Linked DNA regions of Sus scrofa: region 2 is linked to region 1. A link is a contact called in public Hi-C data. All regions are on one chromosome and are shown on one strand. The core of a region is the stretch at or near the end of the contact, and the rest is flanking DNA. Distances in the headings are between cores, read along the strand shown.

The links. A called contact is a pair of places that touch in the nucleus more often than the background predicts.
Region 2: a contact with region 1 is called in a Hi-C map of retroperitoneal adipose tissue, with 5 times the contacts expected there. The contact joins the promoter of GALNT15 here to the enhancer-like site in region 1. A contact is called at or near these places in 1 of 5 promoter capture datasets (liver), 27 of 47 Hi-C or Micro-C datasets (alveolar macrophages, brain, embryonic fibroblasts and 15 more) and 1 of 2 datasets of contacts at active chromatin or transcription factors (skeletal muscle).

What each region holds. Positions count from the first base shown.
Region 1 is chr13:3,251,667-3,256,539 of Sscrofa11.1, forward strand. It overlaps LOC110256513 (a long non-coding RNA gene), which reads right to left. Exons shown (of 3, transcript XR_002338105.1): 3 at 2,803-3,122. Among named protein-coding and RNA genes, the nearest start is that of GALNT15, 76 kb to the right of the region's middle. Within about 2 kb of position 2,500, at least 4 of the 83 cell types and tissues checked have an H3K27ac peak or open chromatin away from gene starts, as enhancers often do. A contact at or near this core is called in retroperitoneal adipose tissue and subcutaneous adipose tissue, where this site is marked.
Region 2 is chr13:3,327,567-3,332,439 of Sscrofa11.1, forward strand. It overlaps GALNT15 (polypeptide N-acetylgalactosaminyltransferase 15), which reads left to right and starts at 2,523. Exons shown (of 10, transcript NM_001206447.1): 1 at 2,523-3,582. The coding sequence starts at 3,056.

The sequences.
Region 1 (4,873 bases), core at 1,250-3,749:
ATCTGGTACTCTGGCTCGGCCTTTGGAACTTGGCTCAGATACCACCTTCCCTTTCCTCTCTGCTCTTTCCCCCACAAAGCCCGCCCAGGTCTCTTTTATAGGCCCAGCATTTTCTGCATATTTCTCCATGACACTTGCCCCACTATTTTGTAATCACCTATTCCCTAGTTTGCCTACCACTATGAGGCAATGCTCTCTTTTGTTCATTTATGTGTGCCAGTACCTAGTAAAGATCTTGGCACGTCCTAAGTGCGGTTGGTATGAATGCATGGTTGATGAAAGAGAAAGCAAGCACTGCCCTAGGAGACGCTGTATGACCTGTTATTTGTGTAATGGCCACCAGAGGGGGGCAGACGAACAGGGTCCAGGAACACACCATCCAGAAGAATCAGGCTGAGAATTTAAAGAACAATTCTAGGGCTAGAAGGAAAGTTCTGTGGGCACATAGGTCATTCATCTATTTTAGACAAGAACAAAAAAACCATCCCTGGTAAGCACAGTGATAAAGTTTGTGCTTCATTTTATTTTTAACTGGTTAGTCCTCAAGTCAGAAAACTTAGATTCTGGTTCCACTCTAACATCTGTGTAGCTTACTGGATCTCAAACCAGACCCTTGGGGTTTGGAGCCTTAGTTCCTAAATCTGAAAAATGGGAGGTGTACCCATTTGCCTACCTCCCAGGGATATTCTGAGATCCACAGGCGATAATGCGCATGATCACCCTAAAAATGACATGGCAGCAAGATTAGAATCAAGGAGCTAAGAAGGTAATTCCAACCACTCTTGTTCAAAATTAATTTTTGTAATGTGGGTTGAGAGCCAAGGTATTCTTTTGGGTCAATCAACACAGACTTGCTTAGAGAGCATAGACACATGGAGATTTCAAGCTGAGGGTTGTCTAGACCATGTGATTAACCTGGCTCCCATTTGACCATCTCAGTCACATTGCCAGGGACTTGCTAGTCCACCTGCATCTAGCATCATCTACACCTGGGTAATTCACGTACCTCACCACACCTCTACATCTTTTAAATTTTTTTTGCCGATGTGCATAGATGTTACTGCAACAAATAAAACACAAGATCATGTAAAAACTTTCCTGAGTTCCTAGTCACATTTACCTAAATGTATTTTTAAAATTTTATTTATTTATTTATTTTTTGGCTGCACCTTTGTCATGAGGAGTTCCCAGGCCAAGGATAGAACCCACACCATAGCAGTGACCCAGGCCTGAGCAGCGACATCACCAGATCCTTAATCTCTAGGCCACCAGGGAACTCCAAAATGTATTTTTAGAATCAACAAATATTTAAAAATACATTTAGAATAGGGTTGCATTAAGTGCATGCTGAACCTATGCAAAATTGACAACATGGGTTTAGCAAACAAACGCACAAACAGCAGAACAAAACAAAAGCTATAGCCATTTGACAATGCTGGCTATTGGTCACCTTTCCTCCCAATGAGGGGATGAATGCCTGGGCTTGAACAGGGATTGGTGGATGTGACCTCACCCCCTTGGTGGGTCTCTGATCTTACAAATGCCTCTCAAAATAAGTGCATCTTTGTGTTTGTGAGTAACCTAAGGGATTCAAAAGGGGAATATTTACATGGGCAAGAGTTTCCCCTTATATTTTACCTTTAGAACCTAATTTACCATGGAAGGTGTGTCACTTGGAGGTCTGGAAAATTTTTTGGCACAAACTAGGAAGCCTTGGTGGAAACCACTGATGGAACCCCAAAAACCTGAGCCCCCAGTGGCTCCCAGAGATTGGGGAGGAACCAGACCTTTCACTTCAAGGCCAGTGCTCTTCCCACTCACAAGTGAGCATGTCCTATACACATCTTGTTCTGGAGGACCCCCTGCTCCAGGCCTTGAGGCATCCAGGAGCTCCTAAAGTGCATGTATACAGGATGCTCTCCCAACACAGGCAGTCCGCCCCCACACCTCTCTGTTCTTCAAGGACCCCCACCCTCCCAGAAGCATAGGATGTGGCAACCCTCCCTGCTGATCATCTCGTCTGTGCAGCCCTAATATTGGGGTCAGGATGCAATCTGGAAAAGAGTCTCAAGCCAGTTTTGAGCCTCAGTCTGGGCAATCTGAAGCATGTGAGAACAATCTCAGAGGCCAAGCAGGCTTCAGAAAGCCAGCAGGCCCTGGTTTCCTTCCTCCCTTTCTTCCTCAGAAACATCAAGGCCGGATGCATCCAACGTCCAGCAGCCCTGTACCCTGTGACCCAGCTTTTGAGCTGCTTTTTCCTCTTGGGTGTGGCCATGCTCCCCTGATATGTTTGGCTTCTATTCCTTGAAAGCCAAGACACTCTTGGGGTGCAGGGGAGGGGGAGGAGTTGGTCCCTTCCCTTGGAGCACAGGGTGCTAGGGAGAAGCTGACAGCCCCTGGCAGGGCCAGGAGTGTGAGTGGAGGCCAGTGTGGTCACCCATATCCCACTCACCCTCTAAATAGAGCTGGAGAGCTCCCTGGTGGCTCAGTGGGCTAAAGAGCTGGTGTTATCACTGCTGTGGCTCTGGTTACTTCTGTGGTGAGGATTCGATCCCTGGCTAGGAAACGTCCTACAGCCAACGAACAAAACAAACAAACAAACTAACTTAAACTGAGCTAGGCCTTCAGTGCCACTGGAGCTATCTTCCCTCCTTTCTGGGGGGCCAAAAGGACCTCTTCAGTGAGGGGGAAAGTCAACACTGATGTTCTAGAAGAACAGATTTCCCCAGCCCCAAAGGAGGTTGTGGAAATAAGGATTATCAGGGCTCCAAGGATTTACTGACCATCTTTCATTTATTTATTTTTTGGCCTCACCCTTGGCCTATGGAAGTTCCTGGGCCAGGGATCAAACCCGTGCCTCAGCAGAGACAACAATGTGTTCTCAACCCACTGTGCCAAGGCAGGAACTCCACTTGAAGAAGATTATGCCGGAGCTGGTGGACGTTTCCTCTGGCTCCCACGGCTGGGTGGCCATAGCTTCTGCACTTAAATTTAGTTAGCGCTCAGAGAGAACTTGACAGCCTTGAGAGGACAGGATGTGAAGGAAGACAGTGGAATCTCCTTTGGAGGTCTTTAAAAATAGGATGACTTCTTTCAACTCTGCGATGGTCTGGAAGGACAGCCTATGGGAAAAAACATGGCGACCGCAAAGCTCTTTGTTTACACTTGCCCTCTATTTGAAGCTGTTTTAGATTTGTTACAGATCCCCACATTCTTTGATTGCCTGAACAATATTAAACACATATTGAAGCTGCTTTGGCCCAAGACTGGTTACTGGAGCTCCACTCTGGAGGGAGGAAATTAATATCTGGCCAGGAATTCCCAAGAAAGGACTTTGTATAGAAAATGATGTCCACCGCTCAAGTGGTGGTTCAAGACCCAGCTCTGAGGGACTCTCAGGATTTTTCCCACCTTCACTATTTGTAAGGGAGTTTGTAACCCTTCCGCCCTTCCCCCAGACTCCTTCCTCACTTCCTCACCTCCTTCCTTATCTAGTTCCCAAGACTTCCAGTAGATTTTCTTGATGGGTCCTGAATTTCCTGTTGCTGCTTTAACTGGGAAACATGGAGGCAGGAGGGTGGAGTGAGGAAGCAGCCTGGGGGACAGTCAAGGAACCTTGACCCTGAGACCCCCCCATCACTATCCTCTTCCTCCCAGGCACCCTCAGACCCCACCCTCTATACTTAGCCATGTTTTCTGAACCAAAGTAAGAACATGGGATCTGACAAATGTACTTATGGGGGACCTGGGGTGTGCTGTCCTTGAGACTGGAATTGGGACTCTTAGCCAAAATCACACAAAAATTAAGTACATGCTGGCTTGCTTCTCTAGAAGCAGTGTGGCAAGGATTTCACATACAGATGAATTCATGTGTAGATGAGGCCAGGTCAGCTGTGGATTAGGGACACCAAATAGTGTGATGGCCATTTATGATGTTCAGCAGGGCTGGGCACAATGCCTTCGAGAGCATCCCTACCACCCCAAAGAGTAGAAAAGAGACAGTGGACCCTTGAACCATGTGGGGGCTATTCCGTGTATCATTTAGTCTTTCCTCTGTATCCACAGATTCAACCAACTTCAGACCCTGGTACTGCAGAATTTATTATTTTTTTATTTATATATATTTTTTGTCTTTTTGCCTTTTCTAGGGCCGCTCCCATGGCATATGGAGGTTCCCAGGCTAGGTGTCGAATCAGAGCTGTAGCCACCGGCCTACACCAGAGCCACAGCAACACGGGATCCGAGCCGCGTCTGCGACCTACACCACAGCTCACGGCAATGCCGGATCGTTAACCCACTGAGCAAGGCTAGGGATCGAACCGTCGTCCTCATGGTTCCTAGTCGGATTGTTAACCACTGCGCCACGACGGGAACTCCTTTTTTTTTTTTTTTTTTTTTTTTTTTTTTGTCTTTTGTCTTTTTTTGCTGCTATTGTTGTTGTTGCTATTTCTTGGGCCAGACCTTTTTTTGGCTATGCCATAGCATGCAGAAATTCCCCGGACCAGAGATTGAACCCAGTTACAGCAGAGACCACAGCAGTGACAACTCAGATCCTTAACCTACTGAGCCCCCAGGAACTCCCTCCCTTTTTTTTGGCCCCAGGCATTTCTGAAGGCATTCAAATGTTTATGACCTCAGACGCTCTGCCTGTAGGATCCAGGGTCTAATATGCCTTGGACATTGAACCTTGGCTTAGAGGACCAGTCTCGGGGAAAATATGTGCATCACTTTGGCTTATCATCTGCAAACCCAAACATATTGATAAGTGTTACTTTAAAATGTAAGTTTGTGGTGATGGGAGGGCAGGTGGTGGGCTTTTGAGGGAAGGAAGGTCCTCAAAATTTTCCAGAAATTACTTCCCTCATCTTGGCCA
Region 2 (4,873 bases), core at 1,273-3,772, 76 kb after region 1:
GATTTGGAAAATGCGGTCCAATCCGGCAGTTCCTTTGTGCTGTCTGTTCGGCACTGGGCTGGGCTGTGGAGAATGGTCTCTTAGGATGCACTTTTTCACCTCTGAATCTAAGTGGCTTCAAGGAAAACAGTTGTGAATGCACACAAGGACAAGTGCAGACACACACACACACACACACACACGAACACACACTCTGGAAGCAACAACTGAGTCCAAAGGAAAAACTGTTTTTGTTATTTTCCAGATGTTTAGGCTCACAATCTAAAATCAACATCAATGTGAACTATTGCCTTTGGAATGGATAAGCAATGAAATTCTTCTGTATAGCACTGGGAACTACATCTAGTCACTTATGATGGAGCGTGATGGAGGATAATGTGAGAAAAAGAATGTATAAATGTATGTGTGACTGGGTCACTTTGCTGTACAGCAAAAAATTGACAGAATACTGTAAACCAACTATAACAGAAAAAATAAAAATCATTAAAAAAGTCTTGCTAAATTGAAAAAAGAAATAAATAAAATCAACATCAAATCAGAAACAACATCAATTGATTTCAAGTGCAGTGGCAGCCCTCCCCACCCCACAGCTTCCTGATGGCCTGGCTGCACTACAGCCATCAGAAGAGTCATGTCTCACGGTGAAGCTCGCCACCCCCCTTCATCAACCTGATCCACTAGGCGCCAGAGGACTCTGAGCAAGCTGGCTCCCTTCCCTTCTCCTGTCCACATCACTCCCTCTGGGATCTTCAAACACTATCTATGTGCCACTGCATCCGACTTTACATCTTCAGGCCAGACCTACCCCTGACCCCCAGCTATCATATACCCCCATGTATCCGTATGTCCAGCTGCCCACCCTTCCCTTCCCCTTGGCTGCCCAAACGCCATCTCCAACAGGGCATGCCCCGACTGAGCTTCTGTTTTGCCCCTGCTCCCTGCTTTCCCCATCTTCGTTGCTGGCAGCTCAGCTCTTCCTACTGCTTAGACCACAACCTTGTAATCTTCCTTGACTCATCTCTCTCTCACTCTGGGTGTCAATTCCTAACAAATCCTATAGGTTCTTCCTTAAAATCCATCAGAGGCTGAGTGCTCCTGCCCACCTCCCATGATGTCCTTACCATGTCTCACCCGCCCCATGGGCCTCCCTGCTTCTGCCCTGTTCTCCCCCACGGTCTAATCTCAACACAGAAGCCAGAGTGATCCAGTTAAAATCCAAGTCGATTGTGTCTGTTGTGTGCTTACAACACTCCAAGGGCTTCCACCTGACTCAGAGGAAAAGCCAGAATCCCTAAAATGCCCTGCAAGGTCCCCCGTCACTCCCCCCTCTTACTGTTCTTGTTTCACTCCTACTGTTCCCACTCTGTTCCAGCCACACTGGCCCTCTGCAGGCCCGCAAAAGGCCAGGCAAAAATCTCACCTCAGGACATTTGTACTTGCTGTCCTCTCTGTCCCCAGTTCTCTCCATACTGTACTGCTTGTCTTCCTTACACAAATGCTTCTGGGAACACTTGCTCACAGTGTCAACTGTCAACCCCTAACCCAAGCTCCCCAGCTTCCTTCCCTGCTTTATTTTCCTCCTTAGCTTTTATCACCATCTGTCCCCACTGTATATTTTATTTATTTATTTTTATAATTTCTTTCTTTTCTTTCTTTTTGCTTTTTAGGACCACATCTATGGCATGTGGAAGTTCCCAGGCTAGGGGTCCAATCGGAGCTGTAGCCGATGGCCTACACCACAGGCACAGCAACACAGGATCCCAGCTGAGCTGCGTCTTTGACCCACACCACAGCTCACGGCAACTCCAGATCCTCAACCCACCCGCGAGGCCAGGGATCGAACCCGTAACCTCGTGGTTCCTAGTCAGATTTGTTTCCCTACGCCACGCCGGGAACTCCCCCTGCCCAGGATAGATTTAACACATAGCGGCCGCGCATTAATATTTCTCGGTTGAATGAAGGAAGTTTACAGTCGAAGGAGAGGGCCCCTCCTCTTCTGTCGTCCCCCGCCCCTCCCCCCATTGGCTCAGAGGCCGGTACAGAGCTGGCATTCGGATGCTCCTGTGGGTAGGAGGGGCTTGTTGCAAGAGCGTTTCCCCAAGCACCCCTCCTTTTCAGAAGGGTGAGGACCGGGGTGGGGGGTGGGGAGGGAAGAAAGGGGAACCCCAGCCAGCAGCTTGGGAGGCTGAGCATGCAAAGAGCCAACCAGCTACCTGAATTTCCACTACCCGTACTGCCTTTCTGAAATCAGGAGGGGATACTCTTTCCTGCCCTTTTGGGTGGGGAAAGAAGCCTCGCTGTGGAATAGATTCAAATCAGAACTCCTCGGATGCTCCTGTTGGGTTTGGTCCTAGCAGTGACGGCGTTTGTTTTCCCCGTAGTCGCCTTCCTGGGGTTGCGCAAAGCCTAGGAACAGGGAGGGCATTAGGACCGGGAGCGAGGCGAGCGCACGCCCGCCCGCGTCTGGCAGAGCCTCGCAGCCGGCTGTATGAGGAGCTCTGTGTGAAAGGAAATCAGGCGCTACTTGCCGGCTCCACATCTGTTGAACCGACCTGACTTGAAGGGTCCAAAGGAGGACAGCTGTCAGCTCTGCGGGACTGAGGACCCATCAGCTCCCCTCATACATCTTATAGCCACCTGACCACGCATACAAGGGGGAAAACGAAACACGTGGGACTAGACCCCTGAGCAAAATGAAATCATTATTTTTCCCCCCAAAAGGAAAGGGGCATCAAAGGGGGGCAAACAGTTCAATTTGAAGTCCCTGTGAATGGTCTTTCGGAAGGCAATTGACATTTGCTCAGAGAGCATTTGTGGTGGGATTGAGTCCGCGGCTTTCTCGGCTTTCTGGTTGTAAGTGGAAGCCGGTCTTACGCTGCCGGCAGATGTCAGTCGGGACGGGAGAAGGAGCAGATTAAGTGACTGGCAAAAACAAACAAACAAACTTCCAGGTAGACCCAGGAAGCCAGGTTCTGCTGCCAGCTTGAAGGAACCTGGAGCAGGAGGCGAAAGTGAACTTGAACATGACTTGTTGCATTTGGCAAGTTCCAGCAACATGTTCGTAAGGAAGCGAGGCAGGCACGGACCCTGCAGACTGCAGTTCCTGCTGCTCCTCCTGATGCTGGGATGCACGCTGCTGATGCTGGAGGTGCTGCACCCTCCCCCGCACGCCCGGCCCCCGGTTGTCACGGCCCAGGTCGCCGAACGCAGCCCCGAAGCCGGGTACCGCCTGAACTTTGGGGAATCTCAGGAGTGGGTGCTGGAGTCCGAGGATGAGGACCAAGAGTACGGCCCCCTGGAGGGCCTGCCACCCTTTATCTCCCTGAGGGAGGATCAGCTCTTGGTGGCCGTGGCCTCGCACAGGGCCAGAAGGAACCAGAGCCAGGGCAGGAGAGGTGGCAGCTACAGGCTCATCAAGCAGCCGAGCAGGAGGCAGGACGAGGAGGTCCGGGAGAGGGACTGGGGGGCTGAGGAGGAGGATGGGGAGGCATCTGAAGAGGAGCTGACCCTACGAGGCCTGGAGGAGGCGCTCAGTGCCCGCATCCCCCTGCAGAGGGCGCTGCCTGAGGTACGGCATCCGCTGTAAGTAAGGCCCTTGCTTCCTCTTTTTCGGTGCTGGAGAGCAGCCGGCAAAGTCCGGCTGAAGCCTTGCAGAACTCTGACTCCATTGTCTCAGGGCAGCGCTTCCCCAGGTGTGGTCCCTGGACCAGCAGCCGCGGCATCGCTTGGGGACTTGTTAGAGATGCTGAGGCAGAAATCCTGGGTGGGGTCCAGCGATCTGTCTCTAACCAGCCCTGCTGATTGATGAAAACCACTGTCCCAGAGACAGAAAGGAGGAGCCCCTCCTTGTCCCCTCTCTTACCCGTCCTGGGTTCTAGTCCTTCTGTCTCTGGATTGTCACGTCAAATTGCTTTATCTCTGTAATGTAGAGGGGGCTGGGAGGGGATGTTCTCCAAGACACTTCTAGTTGTAATACTGACTCCAGCATATGTTGATCTTTTGAAGGTTGTGCTTTTTTTTGTTTGTTTGTTTGTTTGTTTTTGTTTTCGGATGAAAAGAATAGTCACAGCTAACAGTTATGTGGCTCTTGCCGTGTACCTGGCTTTAATCAAAGAACTTTTCATGTATTAACTCATAAGTCCTTACAGCTCTGCAGGATGGTGCTAGCACTATCATTATGCCTATCTTATAGGTATGAAAATAAGGCACAGAGAGGCCAAGTGACTTGCCCATAGTCACACAGCTAGTAGGTACCGAAGTAAGCATTCACTCCAATCTGCCTGAACCCCCTCCTTTATGACCCCCTCTATGACCTCCACTAGACTAAGGGGACTGTTCCAGGACCCAGGAGCTAGAATACCGAGCTGATGCAGCCTGACCTGGCAGAGTGGCCCTACCCCCAGAAGGCAAGCTGGGAAGTATGATGACCTGCAGGCTGTGCCCAGGAAAATGGTGGGCTCATCCTGGAAACCCCCTGCCTTCCCCATCATCACCATGGCTGGCCCAGAAGAGAGGTCTAGGCACCAGCCTCCAGGGACAAGGCAGCCAGATAGTTGGGTGGTCTAGGTCCCTCCCTTAAAAGCACTGCTCTTCCCAGAGCCAAAGAGTTCCTGGAAAGCAAACCCACCCTCCACCCCTCTGGGTGGGAGGATCAGGCTAGAACAGCAGTTGGGAGCAGGACCACATATCCCTCAGGTCCCTGGTGGGGTCCCTCTGAGCCTAGTCACTCAGCCCCTCTTTGTCAGGGATATGGAGAGGCAGTCACAGGAAGGGGTAGCCTCCTTAGACTGTGTACTGTGGTCACAGCCCTGCTGTTCCAACTCCAGGTCTTGGCTGAAACAGCTCTTTTCAGGAAACTCCCAGAGCCAGCCAG